Linked DNA regions of Mus musculus: all the other regions are linked to region 1. Evidence: chromatin contacts called from public HiChIP or PLAC-seq and promoter capture Hi-C data. All regions are on one chromosome and are shown on one strand. Each heading gives the region's core, a stretch centred on a gene start, on an enhancer-like site or on the middle of the called end of the contact. The rest is flanking DNA. Distances are from core to core; before and after follow the strand shown. Region 1 holds the start of Iqce (IQ motif containing E). Region 2 holds the start of Mmd2 (monocyte to macrophage differentiation-associated 2). Region 3 holds the start of Pdgfa (platelet derived growth factor, alpha). Region 4 overlaps Gm31127 (a long non-coding RNA gene). Region 5 holds the start of Cox19 (cytochrome c oxidase assembly protein 19).

What was found. Promoter capture Hi-C pulls out the DNA fragments that hold promoters and counts their contacts. HiChIP or PLAC-seq counts read pairs in DNA pulled down with a chosen protein or histone mark.
Region 2: a contact with region 1 is called in an H3K4me3 HiChIP or PLAC-seq map of embryonic forebrain, with 5 times the contacts expected there. The contact joins the promoter of Mmd2 here to the promoter of Iqce in region 1. A contact is called at or near these places in 5 of 39 promoter capture datasets (3T3-L1-derived adipocytes, cranial neural crest, embryonic stem cells and 2 more) and 3 of 115 datasets of contacts at active chromatin or transcription factors (astrocytes, embryonic forebrain and large pre-B cells).
Region 3: a promoter capture Hi-C map of liver shows a contact between it and region 1, with 2.4 times the contacts expected there. The contact joins the promoter of Pdgfa here to the promoter of Iqce in region 1.
Region 4: a contact with region 1 is called in a promoter capture Hi-C map of second pharyngeal arch cranial neural crest. The contact joins the enhancer-like site here to the promoter of Iqce in region 1. A contact is called at or near these places in 16 of 39 promoter capture datasets (the 3T3-L1 cell line, 3T3-L1-derived adipocytes, the C10 cell line and 9 more), 1 of 484 Hi-C or Micro-C datasets (embryonic stem cells), 10 of 115 datasets of contacts at active chromatin or transcription factors (the NIH/3T3 cell line, T-cell acute lymphoblastic leukemia, craniofacial prominence and 7 more) and 4 of 9 other capture datasets (adipose tissue, embryonic stem cells, liver and 1 more).
Region 5: a contact with region 1 is called in a promoter capture Hi-C map of pre-B cells, with 2.1 times the contacts expected there. The contact joins the promoter of Cox19 here to the promoter of Iqce in region 1. A contact is called at or near these places in 2 of 39 promoter capture datasets (hippocampal neurons and pre-B cells).

The regions. Positions count from the first base shown.
Region 1 is chr5:140,698,518-140,704,530 of GRCm38.p6, forward strand. Iqce (IQ motif containing E) reads right to left here and starts at 3,861. Exons shown (of 23, transcript NM_028833.3): 1 at 3,665-3,861; 2 at 1,168-1,215. The coding sequence starts at 3,700.
Region 2 is chr5:142,605,901-142,611,913 of GRCm38.p6, forward strand. Mmd2 (monocyte to macrophage differentiation-associated 2) reads right to left here and starts at 2,852. Exons shown (of 7, transcript NM_175217.6): 1 at 2,658-2,852. The coding sequence starts at 2,707.
Region 3 is chr5:138,991,524-138,997,536 of GRCm38.p6, forward strand. It overlaps Pdgfa (platelet derived growth factor, alpha), which reads right to left and starts at 3,421. Exons shown (of 6, transcript NM_008808.4): 1 at 3,186-3,421; 2 at 1,765-1,861. The coding sequence starts at 3,248.
Region 4 is chr5:142,378,087-142,384,099 of GRCm38.p6, forward strand. Gm31127 (a long non-coding RNA gene) reads right to left here. Exons shown (of 4, transcript XR_377178.3): 3 at 3,462-3,521; 4 at 1,604-2,201. Among named protein-coding and RNA genes, the nearest start is that of Gm31127, 7.1 kb to the right of the region's middle. Within about 2 kb of position 2,610, at least 71 of the 459 cell types and tissues checked have an H3K27ac peak or open chromatin away from gene starts, as enhancers often do. A contact at or near this core is called in the HPC-7 cell line, the NIH/3T3 cell line, craniofacial prominence and 2 more, where this site is marked.
Region 5 is chr5:139,342,872-139,348,884 of GRCm38.p6, forward strand. Cox19 (cytochrome c oxidase assembly protein 19) reads right to left here and starts at 2,295. Exons shown (of 3, transcript NM_197980.1): 1 at 2,201-2,295. The coding sequence starts at 2,282.

The sequences.
Region 1 (6,013 bases), core at 2,611-5,110:
AGCATTCAGCACGCTTCTCTTTGCCGCTCAGCACAATTCACAAAGAACCTGGGACTCTAGCTAATTTCCAGGGGCACTGAGAGTGTTTTGCCAATGTAAAGTGCCTGCCTAGAATCCCCAGTGAGGGGCTGGGGTGTGGCTCAGTGGTAGAGTCCCTGCCTAGAATCCCCCAGTGAGGGGCTGGGGGCGTGGCTCAGTGGTAGAGCCCCTGCCTAGAATCCCCCAGGGAGGGGTTGTTGTGTGGCTCAGTGGTAGAGCCCCTGCCTAGAATCCCCCAGTGAGGGGCTGGGGGTGTGGCTCAGTGGTAGAGCCCCTGCCTAGAATCCCCCAGAGAGGGGTTGTTGTGTGGCTCAGTGGTAGAGCCCCTGCCTAGAATCCCCCAGGGAGGGGAAACGGCATGGCTCAACAGTGCACCCTAGTTCCCTGCGGTCTGGGGATCCCATGTGAGTTGCTATGTGGATACAGGGAATTATGTCCGTGTGTACTTTGCTAAAGCACCAAGGGTCACTCAGCCATCTCTCTAGACCTTCACAGTTAATTTCTAGAACTAGCTTTAAAGTGATATTTATTATCTTCTTGTTGCTGCTACTATTGTTCAAGACAATGTCTTATGTAGCCCAGCTACACTATATAAGCAGAAGATGATCTTAAACTGATCCCCGTGCCTCCTCTGCTCAGATGCTAGGACCATGTTATGGGCATGGACATGGTTACCAGTTTATGCAGCATTAGAAGTGCAACCCAGGGCTGCATGCCTGCTAGGTAACTATTCTACCAACTGAGCTACAGTCCCAGCCCTCAAGATAGATTTTTTTTTTCCAGGCAGGGTTTCTCTGTGTAGTCCTGGCTGTCCTGGAACTCATTCTTTAGACCAGGCTGGCCTCAAACTCAGGAATCCGCCTGCCTCTGCCTCCCAAGTGCTGGGATTAAAGGCATGCGCCACCACTGCCCGGCTTGAAATAGATTTCTAATAAATAAATACATACATAAACAAAGTTTTAAAATGAGAATCTCAATTATTTAGGCTCAGCTAACAGGGTGATACTTCGACACCAGAAGCAGCTCTGGACACCCGTGCCCTGGGTCTAGTGGCATCTGGGGGACACTGCTTTACACACAACATCCAAGGACACAGACATGGGGGCTGGCACTCCTGCCTGTACTCACCGACTCAATGTCAGATTCAAAGGTAATAGCAGACAGACTGTCATCTCCCTGGAAGAAATGCACACAAGGTCACTGGGAGGCAGCTGCTCAGGTACAGCAGTCCCAGAAGCACACTGCCTGTCCGAGCTGTGGCAACACACCCCAGTGGACCAGCACAAGGGAAGCTTGGGACATCTCCATCCTGCGACAACCGTGTACCGTGATGGTCAGAGAGGAGGAGGTGGGAGGAAGGGGATTTCTAGTCCGTAAGAGGACCTGGATTCGATCCAGATCCAGTGCTGGCGGGGGACAAAGGTGACTCTCTAGGGCTCACTGACCAGCCAGCCTAACATGTCACATGACATTCCTCTGCCCTCCATTCACGAACACACACAGGAAGAGGAGTGCCTGACCGGGGGTGGGGGGTGAGGGTAGGGGTGTCCATACTCACATACCCACAGGGGTGTGGTGGGTTCTCAGGCCAACAGTGTGCCTTTAGTAAGAGTTCTCAAGTCAAGAGAAGCAAGCCATCCCCCCTTAACCCCCGCTGTTTCAGCACCCCCGGGGGTACTCTGCTACTATTCAAAGAATGATGAGACTCTGCCCATCTTCTGGCAGAAGTTTTGCATACACACCTTTTAATGTCATGCTTTCTATTTAAAGATATGTAAACTCTATTTGTGTGTGTGTGTGTGTGTGTGTGTGTGTGTGTGTGTACATGTGTGCATGTATGCAGGTGCCAGGTGCCAGAAGAGGTTGCGGGATACCCTGGAGGTGGACTTCTAAGCAATTGTGAACTGCTCGGAATGGAGCTCTATCTGGCTGCCTATTTGTGTATGTGCGTCTGTGTGTGCATGCTTGTGGAGGGAGGTCTGAAACAGACCCTGTGACTGCTTTCACGCCTTTCCACTGTGACCTAGGCTCTCTTGCTAAACCCAGTTGTAGCTAGTCTAGCTAGCCAGCTTGCCCAGGGAGTTCCCCTGTCTTCAACTCCTGAGCATTTGGAATTACAGGCAGCAGCCATACCCATGGGTCTTGGATGTGGGTTCGGGAGTGCAGGCAAGCATTTTATCCACTGAGCCCAGTCTCCCCAGTCCTTGGTTACATTTTGGAACACCAACCTCCTGGAGGTGCAAGCCTGTAATCCTAGGATCTGGCAAGCTGAGGCAGGAGGAGGCTGAATTTGAGGCCAACCTGGGCTACATACAAAGAGCGTTTAAAAAAAAATACCGAAAATGCTAGCAACAAAATTAATGGTAAGAGTTATACAACTGTAGAAATATGATCTCTTTTTTAAAAATGTATGGGAGGAGATGCATATGAGAAACACAATTTATATTAATTGGATTTCTGTGGATGGCTAGGTTATGGTAACTTGCCATATGTATTGAAAGAGTCATGAACTATCTTTGTAATCTCAACACAAGAAATTTCATTAATTTATTCATTTACTTTACATCCGGTTCGAAGTCTTCCCCCACCAAGTCCCACCCTTAGTGGGGATGGTTTTAACTTCTTAAAGGTCTGGAGATGCAGTTCTGCGAGCGAGCCCGGTGAGGGGTGCGGGTGGGGGGCGCTCAGTGGTAGTCAGAAATTAAGTGCTTGCCTAGAATCCCCCAGTGACCCAGCTGGGGAGGTTTATCTGTAGCGCTCTAGTCTGGCATGAGGGTTTCAGTCCCCAGTAGCACCCAAAAAACAGAGATGAGGGAGCAGTTACTGGGGGCAGCTACTGAAGGCAGTGTTGAGAGAGCGACCTCCAAAACTAGGCAAATCTTGGAAAGCTTCGAGTGCAGGAACAAGTAGGGAATCCCAGCTGCTCTCTGCTGACCTAAGGCTTAGTCGTTCAGTCTGTTGTGGAGGCTCTCACAGGCGTCCCCTGGACCCTTGAAAGTCATATTTCACCATGGCCAGGTCCCTGCCTACCTCCCTCAGTGCCCTTCTAAATCTCAACTCCAAAAGCTTGCTTTCCGGTGTGCTACTTTCCCCGGCCTTGCGGCCTTTACATTTAATGCTCCTACTGGCTCTAAACCTGTACCAAGCTGCTCCCTACATCAGCCTATTGCCCTGTCCTATAGCCACCGCCCCTCTCCCACCGCCCCCCGGAATGTACAAAGTTCACTTGATACCGACACGCAGAGAGTGAGAGAGGCACACCTCTTCCAGAGATGACTCCCGGACCCGTGCAAAACTAGCCTTGGGGGAGGCTGGGGACAGGACTTCCCCCTTGCCCTGGATCGCTCCGGGGAGTCGCGAGACCACAGCCTACAGCAACACTTACGAGAGGAGCTTATCGTCGGCCGGCTGCAGCCTCAGACCCGCAGCGCGTGCGGGAGGGGCGCAGTCCCGGGGGCTTCCTGGAAGTAGTGGCCTCCGCGAGCGCAGGCGGGAGCTAGAGGCTGCTGGGGCGCGGGCACGGTGGCGGCCGACGCCCGGAGATGGCTCTTGTGCGGTAATAATCGGCCTGCCGGAGCTGGCTGCCACCGTGCGCCCTTCCTCCCTCCGCCCCAAGGCTCCTTACCGTCTCCGAGGCTATATCTGTGGTGCCCAGGCTCATAGCGGCAGCGCTGCGCGGCCTCCGGGTCCTGCGAGCTCTGCCCTCGGCTTGGGAGGCCTGCCAGCCGCCCTGGTACCATGGCAACCGTGCCGCGGCCACAGAGCCCCGGATGTGGTCCTTCCTCCGGAGCCCGACGAATCTTGTGCACGCGCAAAGTGTGCGCGAGCAAGGGGCCTACCAAGCACTCTCCCGGGGTTGCACGGCGCAATCCGTTCTTGTGGTCTTGTGGGCTTTTTTTTTTTTTTTTTGGTTGTTGTTTTGTTTTGTTTTGTTTCGTGGGATGCGTGAATTAATTGGCTTCCCGCAGGCAATACTAACTTTCTACCTGGAAGCCATGCTCTCAGATCCAACTTCAGGAGCCCGGGTTGGATTTCGGCAAACACTGGCTGCAACTATGTAGTCCAGTGGGCAGAGGTTCCGAGGGTCGCCATGTTGAGTTGAAAAGAGAGCATAAAGCACCATCCTTAACGATACGCAAGATTTGAGATTGGGGACATCAGCCTATTTACATGTTTGTTTTTTTTCTGTAAAGAAACTGAGATGTTGGGGGCCAAGGTGACTGACTCCCTAGTTGTTAGACCTGGGGTCTGGCGCCATGAGGATAAGACTGCCCATGGGCCAGCACCAACTGCTTTAAACCCTCAGCTGACGGTTTGCTATCACAAGCCTCTCTGAACTCTCCAGGATTCCGTGGCTTTCCAACCCAGGCCAGATAGGGAGCACTTCCCTGGTGGCCCAGCAGGCCAGTGATAGATGAAAACAGTATGTCATTTGCCTCTGTGTGTGTGTGTGTGTGTGTACACGCGCGCGCACGCGCGCGCGTGATCCTGTCTGCCTCATCAATGCTGGGGTTACAAATGTGTATCGCTATGCCCTCCTTTTATTTTGTCCCCTTCCGCCCCCATCCCATCTCCTTTATGGATTCTGGCGACTCCTGTTCTTAGGCTTGCAAAGGGACTATTCCCCAGCACACATTCATTTTTTTGAGTAAACAGCTCTCTGCAACTGGGTGGCTTTGCAACATTAAGCTTAATACAAGGATTCTCCTGGGAGGTTTTTTTTTTCTTGCTTGTCTAAGGACCCATGATTTGCCAAAGAATAACAGCCCAGACTCAGTATGTAAACGCAGAGTAGTTTTTTGGTTTTGTTTTTTTTAAGATTTTATTTATTAGCCTGGCAGTGGTGGAACATGCCTTTAATCCTAACACTTGGGAGGCAGAGGCAGAGGCAGAGGCAGGCAGATTTCTGAGTTTGAGGCTAGCCTGGTCTATAGAGTTCCAGGACAGTCAGAGCTACACAGTGAAACCCTGTTTATTTATTTAATGTGTATGACTACACAGTAGCTGTCTTCAGATACACCAGAATCCGTTACAGATGGCTGTGAGCCACCATGTGGTTGCTGGGAATTGAACTCAGGACTTCTAGGAAGAGCAGTCAGTGCTCTCAACAGCTGAGCCATCTCTCCAGCCTGCAGTGATATTTTCTGCAGAAGCCCAACATGCTGGGGTCTCCCATTACCAAGATAGAGACAACCAAGCTCACAGGTCTGATTTCCAGGGCAGATGAGCATTATCTTACTCTATCTCTAGGCATTCGGGAACCATGCCCTAAAAGAGATTGTGTGTGTGTGTGTGTGTGTGTATGTGTGTGTGTGAGACCTCGGGGCTGGGAACCAAACTCTGTTCCTCTGGAAGAGTAAAAGGTATTCTTTACCACTGACCCATCTCTCTAGTTCCCGATGGCCTACTTTTAATCTTTATTAGAAGAGCAGGCTGAAGTTGTGAAGAGTTGGTAACAATGGATGGCAGACAGAAGGCAAGCGGGGATAGAGGACTGGGGCTGTGAAGAGCTACAGAAATACAGGCTTTGGTGACTGGAGGGTCCTGACACTCTAGACCCCGGAGTTTAGCGCTACCCGCTGTGGGAACCGAGGGTTTCAGCACCGGCTGTGCTGACTCACCTGCTGCTGCCCACACCTAACGCTAAAGCTGAAAGCAAGGGCTAGAAGACCCAGTAAAATTCGGAGACCTTAAAAGCCTAGACACAAGGCGGGTGTGGTGGTGCACGCCTTTAATCCCAGCACTCCGGAGGCAGAGGCAGGCGGATTTCTGAGTTCGAGGCCAGCCTGGTCTACAAAGTGAGTTCCAGGACAGCCAGGGCTGTACAGAGAAACCCTGTCTCGAAAAACCAAAGGAAAAAAAAAAAAGCCTAGACACGTGGCCTGAGGCCAGCGAGGCCTTGCCTCCCAGCGGAAAGCCACGCCCACACCGAGCCCGCCTGGGGACGCTCCGCCCACTGCCTGCGTGGGCACGT
Region 2 (6,013 bases), core at 1,602-4,101, 1.9 Mb after region 1:
TGTCTCAGGGAGAAGATTTTATTGGTCACAGTAAGAGCAAATGTGCTGACCACAGGATGTGGTAGTGCAAGTCTTTTGTCCCAGCACTTGGGAGACAGAAGCAGGCAGATCTCTGTAAGTCCCACGCCAACCTGGTCTCCATAGCAAGACCTTGTCTCAAAACCAAAACAAAGTCTGAGAACTGAGCTTCAGGGTTCATCCAACTGGGAAACTAATTAAAAGTCGCATATCAAACAAAAGGCAGGTTTTATCATCTGTACAGACCAGAAAACTGAAAAATCACCAAAGAAATGAAGCCCGGTCTGTGTCTGCTAGCAATCACTTAGGACTTCAAAGCCGGGACCATCAAGATGGCTCAGTGGGCAAAGGTATTTGTTGCCAACCCTGACAATCTGAGTTTAATCCCTGTCACCCACATGGTGGAAAGAGAGAGCAGAGACCCTCATGTTGTTCCATGACCTCCACACGGATGCCTTGGCACCCCCCCCCCGCCCACACGTAAAAATATAATAAAGCATTATAATAAATCAAAAGATATAATAAAGCATTATAATAAATCAAAAGAACCCAAAGTTTCTTCTCCCAGCGTCTCGCTATCAAAACAAGGAGGGGGGAGAGAGAGAAAGGGGGAAAGAAGGGAGAAATGAAAGAGGGGGAAAGATAACATTGGTAGGACGAAGAAACACTCAATGTTCCTTCCCCAACCTTATCTAAGTTTGTCCATTATCTTCGTGTGGGGGGGTATATATGCATGTTCATGGAAGGCAGTATATACACATATATGGATATGTGTGTGTGCATGTGTATATAAGGAGGTCAGAGGGTCAGTTGTTCCTTGGGGGATACCAACCTTGTTTTTGAGGCAGGGGCATCTCACTGGGACCCAAGGCCTAAGTACTTGAGGCTGGATGACCAGCAAGCTCCGGGCATTGCTTGTCTCCTCCTCCAGGGCACTAGGATCACAAGGATGCCACCACATCTGGCTTTCTATCTTGAGCATTGGGGTTCAAATTCAGGCTCTCATTATTGAGTGGTAAACACCCTACCAGCTGGGCTCTTTTTCCAGCCCTATATCTGCTTTCCGTTGCCGGAACAGAACACCCGAGACATGCTAGCTGAAAGAATTAGAAGTTTGTGGGCCGGGGAAGTAGCTCAGTAGACTCGTCTACCATGCACAAGGCACTGGGTTCAGTCCCCAGCATTGCATCCATAAACCTAACCCAGCACTTAGATCGGGAATTTGAGACCATCCCCAGCTGTGAGTTAGGGACCAGCTTAGGATCCACAGAACAGAGGCTCTGGAGACTGGAACATCCAAGTCTATTGCTGGCTTCAGTTCTGGGGCAGTAAATCTGCAAGTGTGCAGAGAAATGGTGAGCCTGGAGGCTCACCATTTACTCAAGTGAAACAGTTCTATCTCCTACGACCGGGTCTTTTCTCAAAGGCCTATCTCTCCATCCGCCACAGAGGCAATCACATCTCCATGAGCAGCCAGGCATACCAGCCCACACTTGTAATCCCAGCCTTCAGGAGGCTGAGGCCAAAGGACTGCTGTCCGTGTAAGGCTGACCTGGGCCACATAGTGTGTTTCAGAGAAGCCTGGGCTACTAGGCTATAGAATGAGACATTTTTTAAAAATAAAATTAAAAAAAGGACTAGGAAAGGCATGACAAGATGGCTCAGCAAGTCACGGAGTTTGCCACAAAAGCCTGGAGACCAGGGTTCAATCTCTGGAATTCATAGATAGTGGGAAGGAAAGATTCAACTCCACAACATTGTCTGACCTCCATATATGTGTGGGGTACACAACCCCACATGCAATAAAAATAATAGTAATAATAATGATACTCGTTCAAGACAACCAAATCAAATCAAAATGCACACCAGATAATGAAAACTTCGTATTAAAAAAACACAATGCAAAATAACTCACAACTAACGTGTTCAGATGGGAATCAGGTATACAAAATGTTAACTAAAATATACTCTTGTGAGTCCCAGCCCTAATTTCAGCATCCAGGGGGGCTAAGGCTGAAGAATTAAGTTCAAGACAAGCCTGGGCTACATAGTGAGATCAAGGCCAGCCTAGGGTATGTAGCAAGACTGTCTCGAAAACAGGAAAAGAAGGACCAGTGTTCCCGAGCTAGACAGAGCTCTGTGAGGTCAAAGGACAGCTTGGTCTACAAAGGAGGGTCCAAGCCAGCCAGGACTACTATAGTGAGACCTGACTCAAAAAATAAATAAATAAAATAAAAGAAAGAAAAGAAAAGAAATCTGGGTTCAGGGAGGACCCCAGAGAGCTCCACAGGGATGGAGCAGTTCCCCCACCCTTAGATTTGCTTTCTAAGGATCATCTCATATAATCCTCCGTGGTTCCGAATGGTGGAGACTCTCAGAGTTCACCGGGTCGCAAATGTGGAAACTGAGCTTTGGACCGAAGAAGCACCTCGCCCAGGGGAAAAAGGAAACTCGGAGAATCCGCTGCGCTGAGCGCAAAAGCGGGGTGACAATTACCACTCCGTTATGAAGAAGCTGGGTTGTTCTAGCCCCAGGCAACGGGGTCTGTGCATCGAGCCCAGTTCTCCAGACAGTGGGGAAAGGAAAGAAGGATCTTGGTGTCCTGGCCCCTGTCTATCACCCCCTGACCCGCTACTCACCTTGCATATTTGGTTTTCTGGAAATCCAGCAGCCTGGCCAGAGTGAACATCGCCGCGGTTCCATCAGCGCCCAGACCAGGGCTGGGACGCGGGAACACCAGGAGCCGCTTCGGGAGGCGCAGCAGGTTGGAAAGGTGTCAGATCCTCGGGCTGCTCCAGGGCCTTGAACAGACCCGATCAGTTGCCTCCGGAGCCCCGAGCCCCTGAGCCTGGAGTCTCCCGGATCGCAAATCCCGAGCAGATGGTGGCGGGGGCGGGGCGGGGGCGGGATATGGGGGGGACTTGGGCGCACGCTGCCAATCGCCCGGCTGGGAGGCCCCCTCCCTCCTGCTAGCTTCTCCCCGGGTCCCCTCCACCCCATTGCTGTTCTAGCCAGCAGAAGACAGCTTGGACTAGACTGAACTGCCTCTGTTACGGCTTGCCATCCGGGCAGCACTGCAAAGCCACAGGGGACGCCTGGGGACCGAACTAGGTGGCACCCTCAGTTTACTTATTGCAGGCTCTTAGCCCTGAATCCACCCTACCATCCAGGACTCTGTGTCTCTAGGAACCATCTTGCTCCACCCCCTCCCATTCCACCTTCGCCGCTGCTCCCCTCCCCCCTGCCCCCTGCCCCAATCCCCATTCACATCCACATCCCAGTACCAAGATGGGGACATTCCATCATGTTCAGAATCTACAGCCCCAAGTCTATCCTCATGTCTTCAAACTCCAGTTTTCTTTTTATTATTACTTTATTGCATTTTAATATTTTAAAGCATTTATTTTTAATTTATGTGTGTATATGTGCGCAGGGTGGGGGTGGGGCTATGTGCATATGTGAGTGCAAGTGTGTGGAGATAAGAAGTCTGGGATCCCCAGGAGCGGGAGTTAGGGGCAGTTGTGAGGCAACCGAAGCGGGTGTTGGGATTCGAACTCCAATCCTCTGTATGCACAGGAAGCACTCAACCGCTGAGCAAGCTCTCCAGCCGCCTGCAGTTACGTATTTATCATGCGTGTAGAGGGCAGAAGGCAACTTGCAGGAGTTAGCTTTGTTCCTACACCATGGACAACTTAGGGACAAAACTCAGGTCTTCCGGCTTGAAGACAAGCATCTTTACCTGTTGAGCTGGCTCACCAGCCACCAGATTCAGCTTTCTGCTTTAGGGGGGGGCGTGACATCTTTGGAGGACGTGGGAACCCAATCTGTCTCTGAACATTTTGAACACCCCTTGAGGGAGCTGCAGGGGCAAGATGGTCTTTGGTGTTCATGACAGCTACTATTGTTGACTTTCCACTTGGCAGGATCTAGAATCACCAAAGATACAACCTCTGGGCATGTCTGTGAGGGATCTTATTGGTTGGGTAAGGGAAGGAAGGCCACCCCTAAATGTGAGCTGGACCTTGATCCTGGGCTGGGGGCTGGCCTTGAATAAAAGAAATATTGTGAACTTAATGCCAGAGTTCCTGTCTCCTAGATTCTTTTTGTTGTTGGTGGTGGCGGTTTTGTTTTTAGAGATAGGGTTTCTCTGGGTCGCCCTGGCTACCACTCTGTAGACCAGGCTGCCCTTGAACTCAGAGATCCACTTACCTCTGCCTCAATGCTGGGATTAAAGGTGTGCATCACCCCGGCCCAGCATCTCTCTGCTTCTTGACCATGTATGCAAGGTGACCAGATGGGTCCCCAAATTGACGACAAGTCCTCTCCTCCTCCACCATGGCTTCCCCCTTCCTAAGTCCATAGCCCCCTGATCGTCTCAATTTGCTTATTTTTACCCAGTGCTACAGGTTGAATTCAGGCTCCAGCACATGCTAGATGGACACTCCATGATTAGATTACATCTCTGGTCCCCTTTCACTTTTTTTTTTTTTTTTTTCAGATAGCCAGGCAAACTTACTCAAGCTGGCCTTGAACCCACTCTGTAGCCCAGGCTGACAGTGAACTTGTGATCCTCCTATCTTCGGCCTCCCAAGTGGCTGGGAACAAGGCCTCCTAAGTGGCCTTGCTCTAGTTCTTGTTTGGAATGCTGAGAAAAGAACACCCACACCTTCTGGGTCAAGGGAGCAGAAAGAAGAAGCAGACTGACAGAAGACTGCCTGGTCCACCTCTGCCTTCCTCTGCTGGGCCGGGCGTGGGCAAAGCCAGAGGGCTACAGGGAGATGGTGCAGAGCGAGGAGATCATGGCAGGAGTGGCAGTACCTGGGGGAGGGGTGGGGAGGATGAAGATGCTGAAGGAAGAGGCAAAAAGGAGGACCCTGGGTGCTTACATGTAAGACTGACCAGCCTCAGTTGCTGGCTTAGAAATTCAAGACATCTAACATGCTCATCCCACCACATGGGATACAAAGAAAGCCAGGACAATTTAGCAAGATCTTATCTCAATGAAGAAATCAAAAGAGAGCAGGGCATATTACTCCCAGTAGATCACTGCCTAGAATCCCCTAGTGAGGGGCTGGGACCGTGGCTCAGTGGTAGAGCCCCTCCCTAGAATCCCCCAGTGAGGGGCTGGGGTGTGGCTCAGTAGTAGAGCCCCTGCCTAGAATCCCCCAGTGAGGGGCTGGGGGTGTGGCTCAGTGGTAGAGCCCCTGCCTAGAATCCCCCAGTGAGAGGCTAGGGTGTGGCTTACCAGTAGAAAGTCTACTTAGCGTGTGTGAGCCCCTGAATTCAGTTCCCAATATATAGGAGTGAAAAAAAATTAACAAAAATGTCACAATTAAACTAATTACTCTTTATGCTAACTTTAAAAACTAATTTTAAAAATGATGCAGAAGGCCAAGTAGTGGTGGTGCACATCTTTAATCCCAACACTTGGGAGGAAGAAACAGACAGAGCTCTGAGTTCAAAGCCAGCCTGATCTACAGAATGAGTTCAAGATCAACTAGGGCTACACAAAAAAACCCTGTCTTAAAACTGGGGTGGAGGAGGGGGGGATAAAAAAGAAAAAGAAAAGAAAGAGAAAAAGAGGCAGAAGGAATGGCTAGAAGACTATTATTTATATTATGTATATTTATATATCCTAATTGAGTTGGGGACACATGTTTGTTTGCAACTCATGGTAAAATTGACAAAGCTAGATGTAGTGGTTAAAACCTGTAATTCCAGAATTCAGAAGGCTGAACCAAGAGGATCTTGTGTTCGAGAGTAACCCGAGCCACAAAGTAAGAAGATGACAACAGAGGAGGGGGGGGGTGAGGGCGAGGAAAGAGGAGAAGGTGGTGGTGGAGGAGGAGAAGGAGCAGGAGGGGAAACCCAGCATGGGGGGGGGGGTTGGTGAGACAACTTAATGCACAACATTCTTGCCATGCAAGCAGGAGGACTTGAGTTCAAGTCCCCAGTACTCACATATAATCTGGGTACAGTGGCATGACTCTATAAC
Region 3 (6,013 bases), core at 2,171-4,670, 1.7 Mb before region 1:
TTTCCAGATAGTTTCCACATCAGAGCAGGGGGATAGCCCAGCAAGGAAGACCCCACTTTGGGTTGGTGTCATGATGGGTCCTCCAGCTCTGTCTTCAAGACTAGGAAGCTAGGAGGATAGCAGAAGTCCACAGGCACACTTGGCTTCCAGAAGTTTCCAAGGGAGATTCCCAAATGTCTGATAGGTAGAATGAGGGTGGAGATGTCCTACACACACACACACACACACACACACACACACACACACCATTCTTTCAGAAGCAATTTGAAACCTCCAGGGGCCCTGGACAGCTTTTTCTCTTTGGACCCTCCCAAGGAGGAGGCCTCCAGCCCCCTCATTGGGCACACCGGCTTAACCTTAACAGAAGCTTGGTGCTAAAAGCATTAATGGTGGGGGGTGGGGGAGGCGTGGCTGCAGGGAACAGCATAAGAATGGTCCCCGCTGCAAGTGAATGGCCCATTTCCCCCAACATACAGACAGCAGGAGGCCCAGCCCTAGGCTAAGCAGGGCAGGAAAGCAGTCCGCCTTTGGGGACCAGCAAAAACTCTGGGAGTATTTCCCCAAGTGACCCAAGCCAAGTCCCCCACCCAGGCCTACTCAAAAAGGGATCAGATCAAACCCCCTGACCCAGCTCTTGATATCCAAGTGAAACCCTAGGCCTGCCATTCCTGATAAGGATCAGGCCAAGGATTTCCTGGGTCAAGAAACTACTGAAACGGGGCCGCCTGGTTAAAAAATGCTTTTGGCATGCAACAAAAACAGTTCAGGCCTCTCCACCACCATAATTAGGTACAAATTTCCAAATGGCTAGACCATGTGATTTTACTTAATTCTCTCACCACTCGGCCCTCTCTGAAAAGTTTTCAAGGAGGGGGAAAATCGTCACTTGGAATTCTTCACTTTAGCCCTTTAGTTCCTCCTGACAAACTCACTGGGGCCTTTTTATTTCTTTTTAAGCTGGTAAATTTTATCCCAGTGTGTCAAAAACAAAAACAAAAAAACAGGCTAAGTGTTCATTTTGAAAAGGTTATCACAAAAGACAGGAGGAGACCACGTCCTCCCCGCACAGAGGCTGCCTCTCCCATCCCCATCGCGCCCATTTATTTTAGCCCTTGTCATCCGAGTCTAATACAACCCTACATTTACAAATTGTTTTCTACAGTGGCTTGGCTCTGGCCCGAGGCGGGAAGCCCCCAAAATAGCCCCAAGCGTCCGTGTACTAGGCGCGCCTTTTTACAGGATGGTGTGGAGAAAAAAACATCGGCCTCCTGCGCCCACCTATGGGACCCAGCCCCAGGCGATCAAGGCACCAGGGAGTGGAGTTTACAAAAGGCCCGGACCGACCAGCTCCTCAAGCACTCTGGGGGCCCTGGCCAGGAGAAGACTAGCCACAGCCACGCTCCCTCCGGGCCGGCTCCCGCGCTCCCGGGCCAGAAGCAGCTGTTGACCCGCATACCTGGCAGTTTTCGGCACACTCTAAAACTGAACTTTCAGTGACACACCCGCTGCGTTTCACTTAAAACAACCCCTGGGTGAGCGAAGCAACCCTCCGCTGCCGCTGGGAGAGAAAGTGGCAACTACAAGAGAAACGCCTGACTCATACGCCTGGGCGTTTATGGCCGGCGAGTGGAGTCTGACCTTTCGGTGCGCTCCTGCGCAGCGCCCGGCCCGGCGGAGCGCGCAGGGTACGGTTCCTCGCGCAGCCGGCCCGCCCCGCCGCCCGCGCCCTCCTCTCAGCCAGGGCAGGGCAGGGGCGCGATTTACCTACGGAGTCTATCTCCAAGAGTCGCTGGAGGTCCCGGATGCTGTGGATCTGACTTCGAGCCAGCCGCTCGATCAACTCCCGGGGTATCTCGGCTTCCTGCAAGCAGACCACACCGTCAGGACGCGCCCAAGGGTTCCAGCCCAGCCCCAGGGGCCACACAGCCCGGCCGGACCCTCGTTAGGCCCTAGAGCCAGAGGATCGGCTGGGGCTAGATGGGACCCCCTAAATCCTCCACACTGTTCCTATCTGTCTGACCTTGATAAAAATACCCCAACAATGCCTTGACATGTTCAGACAAAAATCACCCGCGCTCTGGCCTCCCCAGGGTGTCTGGGGGCAGCCAGGGGCCCGAAGAGTTTCTGGTTTAATAGCTAAATCCACATGTAGAAACAGAGAGGGTCGAAATGCGTCACGCATCCACGACTGGAGTCACAGCAGCCTCAACACTTTAATCTAGCCGAAGGGTTCAATTTCACTCCGGGAATCCTGAGCTGAGCCCGCAGGGGAGAGGGTCTTCCCTCTCCCCCCACCCCACCCCCTACAAGCACGCGCGCCGGGTCGCCCCACCCGGCTCAGGCCCAGTCACGGCCCTAGCGCCGACTAGGACGCCCAAATCCATCGGGGCTTAGAGAGGCTGCAGGGAACGCAAGGGGTTAAATATCCACCTCGCGCCTCTCCGGTCCCTGCCCAGACCACCCCCACCGTTCAGCCTCCCCCACTCTCCGTCCCGGTTTTTAAAAGGGAGTCAGGGTCGCTGGAGGACTCAACCACGAAGTTCCCACGACAGGGGCTGTGGAAAGTCATTCATCACGGCAAAGCTCCCGGGGAATGGGGGTGGGGGGGAGGGTGGCGGTGGGAGGGCGCGGGCGCCTGGCCCGGCCCCAGCTGCCTCGTTCAGCCACCTGTAAGCAGGCCTGGGCGGGCGGAGACTGCTCCAGCCCTGCGTCGGACTGGGTTTGGGGACCGAGAACTGGGGACTGCGGCTGGGCGCTGCCCACCCTTCCCAGTCCCAGGCTACGGCCGCACCCTCCTCTACCTGCTTACTGCCCGCCCTAGTCCCCTCCCAGAGCACGGTCAGTTTACACACACCCCCTTTCCCGCTTCCCGCACCCCGTTACTGCATTGTCCGCTGCGTTTGGGCTGCCCCTTCTGGAAAGGCACCCACAGCCCCCCGAAGTTTCTACCCACGGGTTCACCTCGCGGCTCCCCCGTCCCCCTCCAAGGCGGAGCGACGCAACGCGCTGGAAACTCACCAGACACACTTGGGCATGGCAGAAAATAGAACCCAGTTGGGATTAAAAAAAAAATTACACCACCCTGACAAAACCAAAATGCTCTTTGCAGAGCTTGAAACAGGTAGCCGAGAGGGGCGTGCGCCGAGGGAGCCGAGAGGGGACAGAGGCGCGGGGGTGGCACCCACCTCGGCCAGGGCATGGGCGAGGTATCCGCAGCCGAGGAGCAGCAGGCAAGCCCAGGTCCTCATCGCGTCCCGAGGCGCTGGAAGCTCGGCAGGGAGGCGAGGCCGCGGGGCGGGCGCTCCAGCCGGGCTCCTGTGGCGGCGAAATTCAGTACCATCCCTCAGGGAGCGCGGCCCGGAGGAGGGTGGCGCGGAGAGCAGGGAGCCTGCGGAGCGCGCTCGGCGCGAGCAGCGAGTGCAAAGCCAGCGAGGAGGAGGAGGAGGAACAGAGTCGCTCCGGGAGCCTCCTGGGCCGCCGGGTAGGGGGTGGGGACGGAAGGGGCGGAGGGCGGGGGCTGGGCTTCTTCCTTGGTGCGTTCCCCGTGCTGGCCGCCGCCGCGCTCGCTCCCCGTCGCTGGCTTTAGGAGCGACCCGGCCGGTAAATCCGCATATTTGCTGCCGTCAGCCCCGGGAGGGGACCGCGGAGCGTGGCTGCAGCTCCCGCCGCACCACCGATCACCTGTCTGGACTCTCGGCCCGGTACCAGCTACCGCCTCGCCTCTCCCTGAGGGCTCCGGGCAGTCCGGAGAGCCTGTCCCCGGGCCTTCCTCTCGCCGCTGCCGCCCCGGGCCGGGCACGGCGCGGCCCAGCACGGCGCGGCCCGGCGGCCTGCGTGCGCCCCTCCGCGGCGCGCCCTCGGCTACGGCGCGGCGCTCCGCCCTCCGCCCGCCGGGGCCGGGCAGCTCCCGCGGCCGCGCCGCCTGGCAGCAGCCTACCCGCCCGGGGCCTCGCTACGCCGCCCGCGCGGGCCGGAGGGCGGGCGGAGGGCCGAGCTGGCGCCGCTGCCGCCGCAGCAGCAGCCGCGGGAAGACCAGAGGAGGAGGTGGAGAAGAAGGCGCAGGCAGGCCGGGCTCCAGGAGTTGAGCGGGCTCCGCAGGACGCGCGTGTGGAGCCGGCCGGCGACAGGGAGGGGGTTATAGCGCCGCCACCGCGCCCCTCCCCCTCCCCCGCCCCCCGCCTCCCCCGGATTCCGGGCCCGGGACCCGCACCTCGGAAGCGCTCAGGGGTCTCGCGGGCCAGATCGGGCCCGGCCGCCACCGCCACTGCAGTGGCCACACACGCGCTCACGCAGGCAGCTACATCCATCCAAGCTCGGCGCCCGCGGCTCGGAGCCCACAGGCGCCCGGGCTCCCGGAGCGCCCCTCCCTCGAGCTTGCCCACCCTTCAGTGCCAGCTGCAATCCTGCGGCACCGGGCGGGGAGGGGAGGAGGCCGCTGCAGAAGCACGGCCGTCTCTGGCTCGCCTCTCTCTCGGGCCCCAGCGGCAGTAAAGGGCAGCGCCCAGAGCTGCTGCGCCAAAAAGGGCATGAGAGTCGGCTTGGCCCCCGCCCGGCGCTCGGGCCGCTTCCCACTGTAAGGATCCAGTGCTCCAGCCTTCCCCTCTCCATAAAAGGAGGGGGAGTGAGTCTTTGCGGAGAGGCGGGGCGGGTTTAGGGGCGCGTCTAGGGCACTCACCTGACGGCTGCCACGCGCCCGCGCCCCAGAGCCAAAGCCTGGGACACCTGATTGAGGAACTTGCACTCTTGTGTGGAGGTGGAAGCGAGGCTAGGGTCGGGGAGGAGGCTGCCTCCTGCCTCATCGCCACCTTGACACCCTGCACCCTCCAGATCCTTAGCCCCTGGCCGAAGGCCTAGCCGAACCCTGAATGGGGAGCTGGAGGGATAGAAGGAAAGATAGAAAAGAAGCGGCTGGTGAGGAACTCCTGGGTTCTACCTTGGGATCCAAGGCAGCGCAGAGCGCCACCTCCGGCCAAGGCACAGTACAGACGGGTGGCGGGGAAGGCACATGCGGACAGAAGTCTGATCAGGGCTGGACGGTTCTCCCATTGAGAGAGATGGATTCCTGGTGGGATGTGACCCGACGGCAAGGCCAGTCCTGTCAGCTCCTTAACTCGGGTTAGAGGATTGTGGACCTTTCAAATCCCAAAGTTAGCCTCCTAGGGCTCTGGAGACTATGGAGGGCTCCAAGGGTAGGGATGCAACTGGATACAGCCTGTCCAGTTCACTCCCTTTCATGTGAATTAACCCGTGCACCCAGCCCGGGTCCAATCCCCCACCAATCTTCTTTGTCCCCAGACAAAGGCGCAGCCGGGCAGGAGCCTTTCATCCCCAGCTTCCCGGGTTCCTGCATTTCAAAGGCTGAGCTGGAAGGGCCCAACACGGGCGGCTCACCTAGCTCCAAATACCTGGTGGGCGTGGGGGGAGGGGGTAGCTGAAGATCTTTGGAGCCCAAATCTACAGACTTCCTTAGGCCTGTAGGCCCCATCACCACGCCCCAGCCCTAACACCTCGGGATGCTCAGGAGATAAGAGGACACCCTCTCTTGGCCTAAAGAGGGAGTATGGAAAACGTTGAGAAGCGCCCCACCTCGAGGTCTTCGAAAGCCCAGGCCTTGTCCGTACTGGTGAAACTTTATGCTGCTCTGAAGAGGATGACTTCTGGTGGCGACTGCCAGGACCACTCTAGACCTGAGTCGAGTTCCTCACCGTTTTATCCCGATTGTTCTGCGCGGCCTGTCCCGCCAAGCCCTCGGCCTTCTCACAGGCAGAGAGCACCAAAGGACACCTTTTTGCGGTTCGACGACCCGGTGTGACGGTGGATGTGAGAATCCAGGAAGAAGATCCGGTTGCATTGCTGGGATGCCGCGCCTGTCCGGCCACCACCTCCGCATGGAGGCTGCGGGTTCCTGGGGACCCCACCTAGTTCGGTGCTTCTCTCTCCCTTTACTCTCTTGGCGCAGCAGGGACGCCCAGCTGGAAATCAAAGCCGGGCGGGAGGGATTCTGAAGACGCTA
Region 4 (6,013 bases), core at 1,360-3,859, 1.7 Mb after region 1:
GGTAGGGTATTGCCTCTCAGCTGTTCTGTGGTGGCATTCGTGCTCCCCTTAGGGTTGAGCTTCCACTCCTTATGTTTGTTCAGCCATTCAACTCTTTCTGATCTTTCCAGTGGGGAAGGCCTTTCTGTTTCCTGTTTCCGCCCTTTGATTCTCCTCCACCTGTTTCCTGTCCCTCCAAATTTGTGCTCCTCACAAAACTTTACCTTTGCCTCATCAGTTCCTTCCCATAGTAGCAACTAAAGCTTGCCTGCCATTTTTCTCTATGTTGGGGAAAACAATCCCATTGTTGCCCCTCACAGCTGTCAGCACAAGCCAACCCCCCTTTTCCTCCAAGAATTCTAGGTTCCTTAATTTCAATTTTCTTACCTCCTTTACTTTGTCCACTCCTGCTATCCATACCTAAAGAACACTGTCCGTTTCATCCAATTGCTATGTCCAATGTACAACCAAACATTTCCCCCTTGCAGAGCTGAGGATGTGGCTTGATTTATAGGACTGGTCCACTGCAAGAGCAGGAAGTACCCACCTCTCCATCTCTGCAGCCCCTGAGATGCTCTTCTGGCTGAGCCCCCTTACAACTCTGTATGAAATTAAAGTTCTGTTAACTAGGGGAAAGGGCAGCTTTCAGCCACCACTGACTGCTTCACGACATACCTAGAATTACTCAGTCACCGTCAGAGCTCTGGCCAGAGGGGAGAGGTTCTCTGAAAGTGGCCTTCCTTGGGACATGCTTCCTGTCTTTGTCATTTGAACAGTAATTGGTTTCTGGCAAGCCACGGAGGAGCATCAGCCTCTGCAGGGGAATGACATGTATCTGAGCGTCATATTTTCTGATGTGTTCGACTAAGCGGGACTACAGATGTGCTTGTGTGACTTTTTCTAGGGAGACACCATGACAGACCAAAGAATCAGTTTCACCAGAGTCTCATGGGGGAACCAATGAGTTCCTGGAGTTCCTCATAGGAGCATGGGAGACTTGAAGGAAAGGCAGCTGTATCACTGGAAAGTCTACCCCAGCGTGGGTGACTCAGAAGCTGCAGACCTGGAACCTCCTATGCAACTTGCAGGCAGCTCCACGGAAGAACCTTTTCTTCCCCCATAATTCTTTACTACTTACCTAGCCACAGGAAGGAGCCTTGTGAGTTCTGTAAGTTTCTTGAGCTTCCTGAGTTGTACAAGTTTCCTGTGAGTTTTCCAGACTTCTCCCCCTGCTTTTCTCTATTCCAATCAGAGGAAACAGTTACACAGTGTTGTTGGGGAAAGCTGGGTAGGGAGATTTCAGAGTGAATCTGTATGTTAACTACCTCTTGCTTTGACAACTACAGCTGGGCGAGTATGCTTGGTTAGTGGTTGCCTACGATGCACAGAATTCTGAGTTCGAGACCTACATTTTAAAGGGAGCTCAAGAGGCTTGGGAGGTGGCTCAGTAGGTAAAAGTACTTACTGCACAAGCATAAGGTCTTGTGTTCGAATCCCCAGCACCCACATAGAAAAGCCACATGGTGCCTGATACTCCTGCGCTACTAAGAATGGAGCGAACTTGCTGCTAACTGTCCTAGTTTGCTTTCTGTTGCTGTGACAAAACTGCATCACCAAAAACAAGTTGGAGAGGAAACCGTTTAGTTGGCTTACAGCTTACAGTGCATTATGGAGAGACATCTGGGTAAGAACTGGAGGCAGGAACGGAAGCAGGGATCATGGAGGAACACCGCTTAATGGCTTGTTCCTCATGGCAGGACCATCTGCACAGGGGTGGCATCACCTCCCATGTCTTAGTTAGGATTTTGCTACTGTGAAGAGACACCATGAACAGACACCTCTTATAAAGGACAACATTTAATTAATTGGGGCTGGCTTATAGGTTCAGTGGTTCAGTCCATTATCATCAAGGTGGGAACATGGCAGCATCCAGACAGGCATGGTGCAGGAGGAGCTGAGAGTTCTACATCTTCATCTGAAGGCCACTAAGAGAAGACTGACTTCCAAGCAGTCAGGATGAGGGTCTTAAAGCCCACGCCTACAGTGACACACCTACTCCAACAAAGCCACACCTGCTAATAGTGTCATTCCCTGAGCATATACAAGCCATAATATCCTGTATCAATCATTAATCGAGAAAATGGTAGCAGGGTGTGATGGTGGGCGCCTTGAATCCCAGCACCTTGGGAGCGGGGCAGGTCTCTGAGTTTGGCCAGATTGGTCTGTAAGAGAATTCCATGATAGCCAGAGCTTGAAAGAGTGACACTCTCTCAAATAGAAAAAAAAAAAAAAAAAAAACAGGCTTGCCTACAGGCCAATTAATGGAGGCATTTTCTCAACTGAGTTCCCTGTTCCCAGACAAGGTCTCAGTCTATGCCCATGTACACACTTGTGTGCTTATACCCCCACACCGCCCAAAAAGGGATGTAAAATGACATCATATAGATGAAATCTTACATTAAACCTTAGGAGACTCGTAGACAGCTTGTTCTCCCTCTCCCTTGGAGCATACTAGGCTTCGCAGAGCAGGAAAAAAAAGTGTGGCCCATAGGTACAAGACATCCTTGGCAAACCCGCCTGCCTAGCACAGCTTCCCCACACCACATGGCTGTTACAGGCTGCATTTCGCAAGCAACAGTCAAAAGAAGCAGGCTGCACCTCATCTGTTTCCAATTATCCCAGCACTCTGTGTGTTTAACACAGCTATGCTGTTTCTAAATGGCCAAAAGCCAGGCTGGGGGGCGGGGGGGGGGGGCAGGCCATCTCAGACACCACTTCCTTCCCGAGGTGACACACTTCTTCCCAGAAGTGGGCAACTCTGTGGGCTTTCTGCTTGCTCAAAAATGGGGTGATAGTTCTAGATGGGTGGTGGTGCACATCTGTAATCCCAAAACTTGGGGCGGGGGAGGGAGCTGAAGTTTCAAGTTCAAGGCCAGCCTGGGCTACATGGTAAGACCCTGTCTTTAAAATACAAAAGGAAAGATGTTGCTACCCTCAGCACAGAACCCGTTAGCTCCTAACTTTATCTCCCCACTGTCTTTAAAGCTTTCTTTTCTGAAGTTCACAGTTCTGAAGTTTTCTCATTGAGCACTCCCTCCCTTGGGTCCTGCTCTTTTTATGTTTAATTTATTTTAAATGTTTATTGTATTTTTAAAATTTCTTTTGTTTAGTGGTGGGAGCACTCATACCCAGGGACACATAAGTCTGAGGACAACTTGTGGCAATCGGTTCTCTCCTTCAAACTCAAGCTGTCTGGTTTGGTGGCAAGCTCCTTTAACCCACTTCGCTACCAGGTGACCCTCCCAGTTTTCTCAAATGTAAGTTTTGGTTATGGTTTTAGATTAAATAAAATTTGAAATTAATGCTGAATAACCACATTTGACCATTATTATTGCTGTTGTTGCTGTTTTGACATAGGCTCTTTCTGTGTAGCCCAGGCTGGCTTCAAATTTGCTGTTATTCAACAATGATCTTAAACTCACAATTCTCCTTTCTCAGCTTCGCAAGTGGTGGTATAAGCTGCCATTCCTGGAGAGTAGTACCTAGTAGAAGAACAGTTATTTCAGTTTTGAATGAATAAATAATGTGATTATTGTGAACTTGCTTATACACACAGTGGGAATTCTTAAGCTTCATAGTCACATGACATCATTACTCTGAGAGACTACATGAAATTGAGAATCTGGGGTATGCAGAAACATGGAGTAACTTATATATTGTCGTGTGGGAAGGGGAACCGCTGGAACCCTAGGTGTCTGGCCCCACAGTCTGCCTTGCACACACCCCACACACATGCCAGCACATGAGCAAATTTACCCCAAAGATAGATCTCTGTGATCCTCTGTGTGCATCACAAAGCAAGAAAACACAAAGTTCTATGGTCACAGACCTTTGATCCCAGAGTCGCAGGATGCTGAGGCAGGAGGATTGATCACAAGTTCAAGACCTGACTGGGCCATAGAGCAGTCTCAAGATCAGGCTACATAATTTAGTGAGACCCTGTGTCAAAATAAAAAAGATAACAAATGTGCTCAGTGGTAAAGCACCTGCCTAGAACCCCCCCCCCCCCCCCCCCCCGAGTGAGGAGCTGGGGCGTGGCTCAGTGGTAGAGCCCCTGCCTAAAATCTCCCAGTGAGGGGTTGGGGGTATGGCTCAGTGGTAGAGCCCTGCCTAGAATCCCCCAATGAGGGACTGGGGCGTGGCTCAGTGGTAGAGCCCCTGCCTAAAATCCCCCAGTGAGGGGCTGGGGTATAGCTCACTGGTAGAACACCTGCCTGGAATCCCGCAGTTAATGGGGTGTAGCTCAGTGGTCGAGCAGTTGTGCTATGGATACCAGTACTGAAAACAATTAGTATGTTGTAGGACTTGTTCACATATAAATGGGTCTCTCTCTCTGTGTGTGTGTGTGTGTGTGTGTGTGTATTTCTGGAAGTAGCCTGAGCCTTTTGGTTGTGTTGTGTTTTTGGGAACCTAGTTTGCAGGCTTGAAAAAAGAGGTTTTTAACTGAGAGATTCAATCAGATGGGAAAAGTTCCCAGGAACAACGGCTTTCAGCCCCAGAGGAAAGATAACAGACGCGATCAGAGACTGAAACAGACTCTGAAACACCAGAAGCAACAGGGACCTGTGCTCTGCTCTATTTTTAAGATTTATTTTAGGAGAATGGGGAGATGGTTCAATGGTTAAGAGCACTGGCTGCTCTTGCTGGGGATACAAGTTGGATGGACAACCCCCACATGGTGGCTCACAACAGTCTGCAGCTCCATTCTCAAGATGTCTCTTGCCCTCCTCAGGCCTCTGCAGAACTTCACAAATGCCGTGTATAGACTTAAATGTAGATAAAACATCCACTTATAAAATGGAAACAATTTCATTATACACAGGGTGGTGTATGTATTTATGTGAGTGCAGGTACCCCTGCGGGCCAGAAGAGGGCGTTGGAGTCCCTGAAGCTAGAGCTTTAGGCAGCTGCGAGTCACCCCATGTGGGTGCTAGGAACCAAACTTGTATGCACACACACACACACACACGCGCACAAACATAACACACATACATATCACTCAGACACACCATGCCACACACACATGCACCCATATACCACACCACAACACACATATAAATACATATCACACATATATATATATCACTCCACACACATACATACACACACACCACACATACATATACTACTCCACACGCACACAGACACACATACCACAGTTCACACACACCACACCACACCACACACACAGAGATATAAGTGAATATACATAAAGGTTAGGAAGAAAGGAGAAATCCTACATTTCCCATGAAGAAACTATAAATTCATCCTTAGGCACATATCCAACAAATTCTTTCTGGACACCCACTGTGAGCCAAGTCCATATTCCAGGGGCTCTTTAACAAGATTGCAGAGAACATGCCTGTCTCCTGGGCCTCTTAGCCTAATAGACCCCACAGATTTTATACATTGCTATGCACATACGGAATATTGCAGTCATCTAGCTTCTGGTGGGAAATGTAGACTTGAGTCAATAATATGTTTTAAGTGAGCAAAGAATTCAGGTACTTTGGGGAGGGGGTTGCTTTATTTTGTTTTGTTTGAAATAGGGTTTCAGGCTGGAAAGATAACTCAGTGGCTGAAAGCATTTGCTGCTCTTACAGAGGACCTGAGTTTGGATCCTAGTGCTCATTCGGGGCAGCTCACGCCTGCCTATTACTCCAGCAGACCCATCCTCCTCTGGCTTCTAGGAGCTCCACGCTCATGTGTGCAGACACACAGAAAGAAAATGAATCTTTATTTATTTCTATTTTCTATGTATTGGTGTTTTGCCTGCATGTCTGTCTGTGTGAGGTCGTCAGATCTTGAGGTTACAGACAATTGTTAGCTACCATGTGGTTGCTGGGAATTGAACCTGTATCCTCTGGAAGAGCAGTCAGTGCCCCTAACCAAACTGAACCACCTCTCCAGCCCCCTCCCAAAAAAATGAATTTTAAAGAAGGGGGGCCAGTATTTCTTATGAAGCCAGGGCTAG
Region 5 (6,013 bases), core at 1,045-3,544, 1.4 Mb before region 1:
CTGAAAGAAGCTGGGGAGATGGCTTACTGGCTATGAACACTGGCTGCTCTGACAGAGACCTGAGTTTGGTTCCTGATACACACATTGAGCAGCTAACAAATGCCTGTAACTTCAGCTCCAGGCTATCAAAAACCTGCTTCTGGCCACCAAGGGTGCCTGCATACAAATGGTGTATATACAAACTCAGATGCACACACATACACATAAACTTAAAAAAATTATAATAAAGCCGGTCATATTGGCACACACCTTTAATTCTAGCATTCAGGAGGCAGAGGCCGGTGGATCTTTGTACATTTGAGTCCAGCCTGGTCTACGCAGCGAGTTCCAGGACAGCCAGGACTACATAGTGAGACCCTGCCTTTGAAAAAAAAATGAAGAATCAATAACGAATTGAAATAAAAATTTTAAATGGAAAATTTCCCAATGAAATGTTGGCAATGAAATCATAATCTAAAAATAGTGAGATGGCTCAGTGGGTAAACACGCTTGCCACCAAGGCTGACAACCTAAGTTTGATCTCTGGGACACACGTGGGGGTGGAGAGATCCCAGTTTTCCACAGTTTGTCCTCTGACTATATACGTGTCATGGCATATCCCCAAACACACTAAATAAATAAGCATAACTTAAAAAATACAGAGGCAGGCGGATTTCTGAGTTCGAGGACAGCCTGGTCTACAGAGTGAGTTCCAGGACAGCCAGGGCTACACAGAGAAACCCTGTCTCGGAACCCCCCCCCCCAAAAAAAAAACCCAAAAAACCAGTAATCTCTAAAGCTGTCCCTGGAGCTGGAGTCTCTACAGCAGTTCACCGAAGCGTCTAATCTACACTAACAGCTGCCGTTTCTACACTAACACGAGGGCTGAGGGCTGCTGCATCTCTCAGGGCTGTGTGCTGGTGGTAGGACTTGTGGGGAGGTCTGTGTGCTGGTGGTAGGTGGGGGGGGGGGGGATGTCCTATGTGCTGGTGGTAGGCAGGGCAGTCTTTTCTTTTTTTAATTATTGTAGTGCTGAGGACTGGACTCAGGTTCCTGTGCGTGCCAGGCACCAGCTCGGCCTCTGTAATCTGAATCTCCAACTCTCTCCCAGTTTGTTTGTTTTTTTTCTTTCCCATGTTCCAGTTTCCCAAAAGGCCTGTTAACTGCAGACTTCAGAACGGTGACTAGAAATCCTCCAGGCTGGAGGCGTGGCTCAGAGGTGAACACTCGCCTAGCATGTGCCAAACCCGGGCTTTCAGCCCCAGTGTTAGATATCAAAAAGCTTTTTGAAAATATTTCCTTGCCTAATGTTCACGGCAGACCCAGAGCCTGGAGCTAGGGGAGGGTGGGTATGTCCTGCGCTGAGCTGAGCTGCCGCCAGGGGGCCTAACATCAAGCTCCGTTCCAGGAGGCCTGTCACCATCCTATCACATTAGCCCCAAGTCTTACTTGGAGAGCCATGACATGTGGCCCTCTGAAATAGGGGCCCTCAAGACTCAGTTTCTCTGACTGCACCCCCACAGTGCTCTGAGCACGCCCAGCCCCACTACCCGGGAAGGACCTGTAATATTAACTGCTCTGCATCCAGGGTCCAGTACCTCAGACCCCACCCACCATTTCTAGCATCCTGTCATCAACACACATGACAATGCCACCCAGGTCTATAACCCCACACACTGTCCCTCATATTCAGCTCCTTCACTTTGGCTCTCAGACCTTCGATCCAGCACCCTAGGCCCTGTCACATCCAACATCTAACTCTTCAGACATTACACCTAAATCCAGCAACTCTGACCCGGCCACTCAAATCTAGTACCTTAGGCTCTGCCACCCAGATCTACAACCCCAGGCCCTGCCATCCAAACCCAGTGCCCCCAAACCTGCCATCTATAGCAAAGAGACAACACTCCAGTCTCTGCCACCCAGACCCAGCAGCCCAGACCCTGAACCCAGATCCAGTACCCCTGACCCTGCCACCCAGATATCCTGCACCCATAACTCTGTCACCCAAACCCAGTACCCCAGTACCCCTGACCCTGCCATCTAGAACCAGTATCCCAGATCCTGCCACCTACTTCCAATACCCCTGATCCTGTCACCGAGAAACAGCACTCCCTACCACTCAGACTCAGCACCCGAGACGCTGCCACCCAGATTCAGTATTCCTAACTCTGCCACCCGATCCCAGGCCGCCATCAGCCTGTGCCTCGCCTCGCCTCACCGAAGTGGTCCAGCGGGAAGCTGCCTTTGTCTGGGGGCCGCGGCTGGAAGCTTTTGGTCCCGAAGTTCATTGCGGTCGACATCACGGCGAAATCCAGAGCGGAGAGCGACGGCGACGCAGGGCAGATGGCTGAACACCGAGCGGGTCCAGGAAGCGTCGAGCTAGTCGAGCGGACGACTGGCCCCACCCCGAGTCCACCCAGGCTCCACCCACCAAGCCCCGCCTCACCTATCTAGCCCCGCCCCTGCCGTGTTGCGAAAGGATCTGCCCTTGGTTTCCAGCCCTCTGAGAAGCAGAAAGAAGCCTGGCAGTCATCTTTTGGTACTGATTAGCAAATAAGGACAGAAAGATGCAGCCATTTGCCCGAGGACACCAGTCTGTGCCCCGGGATCTTCATCCCACCCATCTGTCTTCCAGGGACTGAGTTTCCCATCTACTCAGAGGGAAAGAAGCACACTAAAGGAGGGGTGGCTAGCTTACTGCCAGTGCCGTGACACAGTGATACAAACGGGTTTTACAAACAGAAAATAAAGCAGGGTGCAGTCCCTCACACCTGTAGACAGCGCTTAGGGGGCTGAGGCAGAAGGATTGCCTGAGTTTTCAGCAAACCTGGGCTATGTAGCCAGTCCCACAAAACAAAAGAAAATCTCCCCAAAGGGCATCTTCTGTGGTTCAAGAGACCAGAAGTCTGATCCTAAGGTGTTGGTCATCAGCCCTCTTGTGGCCTGCTGTCCCTGCTGTCTGTTCCAGGGAGCCCAGGTTCTCTCCCAGCCTCTGAGATGTTCTGTCAATTTTAGGTAATTCTGGGCTGCTAGATATCTCCCTCCGGGGCCTCCACTTCTGGGAACATTCTCCCATGTTTCTGTATCCAAGTATTCCTTTTATGACATTGCCACACCGGGGTAGGGCCATCCCAACAATCAATTCTCTTTCCTTCCTTCCTTCCTTCCTTCCTTCCTTCCTTCCTTCCTTCCTTCTTTGCTGTCTGATTTTCTTTTTTCTTTCTTTCCTTCCTCCCTTCTTCCCTTTCTCTTTTTCTCTCTCCCTCTTTCCCTCTTTCCCTCTTTCTCTCTCTCTCTCTCTCTCTCTCTCTCTCTCTCTCTCTCTCTCTCTCTCTCTTTCTTTTGAGACAGGGTTTCTCTGTAGCTCTGGCTGTCCTGGAACTCTGTAAACCAGGCTGGCCTTGAACTCAGAGATCCACCTGCCTCTGCCTCCCAAGTGCTGGGATTCAAGTTGTGCTCCACCATGCTCAGCTCATCCCAACAATTTTAACCTCTGCTGCTTACATCTGCCACAACATTATTTCAAAAGGTCCTGGGGGCTGGGACTGTGCCAGGTGGATTTGGGGGGGACTGTTCTATGGTAGTGGGGTGCACTCTACTGACTCTTTGCTGTTGTTATGGCAATAACACCCATACCCAGCACCCCTGCTTTTCAGCTTGGGGACAGAGAAGAGCACTCGCACCCTGCCACCCTGCACTGCTGTCAGTGTAGGACATTGGCCGTCATTCCATCTCAGCCACACATGAATGCTATGTTCTACACTACACCAGGCCCTGGCAGTGAGCAGAATGGGCTCAGTGGGCTCCTAGCAGCTCCTTGGGGCCAGCTCTTCCTCTACAGTCCCTTGATGAATCCCAACATCACTGACGCAGAAGCAGAAACAATTCCCAGGGGCTGCAGAGAGGTGCTTGACCGGCAGATCTACTCAGTCTCTCCTGTCTTGCTGGACTCCCCTCCTCCACAGGCACTGGATCCCATCCTGCCTTCCTGTCTGGGAGGCTGGATTTAGCAGATCTACAGGCTGCCTTCAGAGGAGTACCATCTCCCTGCCAGACCTCCAGCAAGCCCATTCCAGGTCTGCTTCCAATCACCTCTCAAAACGGGGCCTGGAGGGATGAACTCAGCTGGCAAGGACACTCACTATAGCAACATGAGGACCTGAGTTCAAATCCCTAGAGCCTCCCACCCCCACCCCCAAAAGCCAGGCTGGGTAGCATGGGCCTCTAATCCCAGCATTGTAAGGGGTGCCTTGCTGGCTGCCAGCCTGGCTCCAGGTTCAGCCAACACCCTGTCACAAGGGGATAAAGGGGAGAGAGAGAGCAGGGCAGCTGATGTCCTCCTCTGGTTTCCACATGTGTATGGGGTATACACATCTCACATCTGCACATCAGAGAGAGAGAGAGAGAGAGAGAGAGAGAGAGAGAGAGAGAGAGAGAGAGTTATAGAGAGACTTCAGAAGGAAAGCTGTACTTTGTTGATATCATAGAAACAGCTCTTTTGCACCTTTCCCATGCCTGGGACCAGAGGCCATACACTGAGTTATTCATTAATGCTTTCTGGACTGTGAACAATGGTGTCTTTTATGACTCAGCAAGCAGCCCTTTTCCACTTAAAATAAGAAGACATCTCTGTCCCTGGGGTGGCAGACCTTCTGTCAGGCATCCCAAAGAACCAAGAAAGCAGCAGGGGCTGGTGTCTGGGCTATGAAAGCAACTTTTAACCTGCCATTCCTCGGAAATGGCTACTGCCTTGTATGAATGCTTTTGTGTTATTTGTTTTGGTTTAAGATGGGTACTCACTGTGCAGCTCTGGCTGGCCTTGAACTCACTAAGTTCTGCCTCCCTCTGCCTTGGAAGTACTGGTTTTCCAAGGGTTGTGATCAAAGGTGTGTACCACCCTGCACAGTGTGTGTGTGTAGCTGGATACACCTGTGTTTGTGTGTGTGTGTAGCTGGATGCACCTGTGTGTGTGTGTGTGTGTGTGTGTGTGTGTGTGTAGCTGGATGCACCTGTGTGTGTGTAGCTGGATGCACCTGTGTGTGTGTGTGTAGCTGGATGCACCTGTGTGTGTGTGTGTAGCTGGATGCACCTGTGTGTGCACATGTGGAGACCACAGAAGGACGTCAAGCATCTTCTTCCACATTGCTTTGAGGTGGGGACTCTCTGGATTGGAAGCTCATCATTTTTGGCAAAGCTGGTTGGCCAGCAAGCTCTCAAGATCCATTTGTTTCTGTTTCCTAGATGGGGTTGCTGGCATGCACAGCCATGCCTGGCTTTTTATGTGAGTGTTAGGGATTCAAACTCAAGCCCTCATGGTTGTGTGAAAGAACTCATGACCACTATTCCAGTCCACTCAGGCTGACCATGGGAGCATGGTTATGTCCTTAGACTGTTAGTGTTCTACACCTGGGCTCTTCCAGGCTACCCAGGCTTCCTCCCAGCAAGGCACTAGGGCCTCAAAACTTGGTGTGAGGGGCTGGTGAGATGGCTCAGCAGGTAAGAGCACCCGACTGCTCTTCCGAAGGTCCGGAGTTCAAATCCCAGCAACCACATGGTGGCTCACAACCATCCCTTACGAGATCTGACTCCCTCTTCTGGAGAGTCTGAAGACAGCTACAGTGTACTTACATATAATAAATAATAAATCTTAAAAAAAAAAAAAAACTTGGTGTGAACTATATCTCTCAATACCCTAGCTTCTGGGGTGCTAACAGCATCCATACAGTGTGGGAAATACAGACCCCTTCTGATAGAAGATGACAACATCGTATTACTCAAAGAACCTATGATAGGGACCATCTATGTGGCCACCTTTGGTGGGTATTGACCTCCACACCAGGTCAAGGATAGATGTAGCCCGAGCCAGTCAATCAGAGCTCTGCATGCAGGGATAGCCTGGGGCATCCCTCAGTCTGGCCCCACCAAGTCTGATGAGAACAGACCCTCAGTAGATTGAGTAACCGTGGGAGACAGTTGGCGCCACACCTTTGTTGGGTGTGGAGAAATTCCATAAAAATTTAAAAAAAGAGAA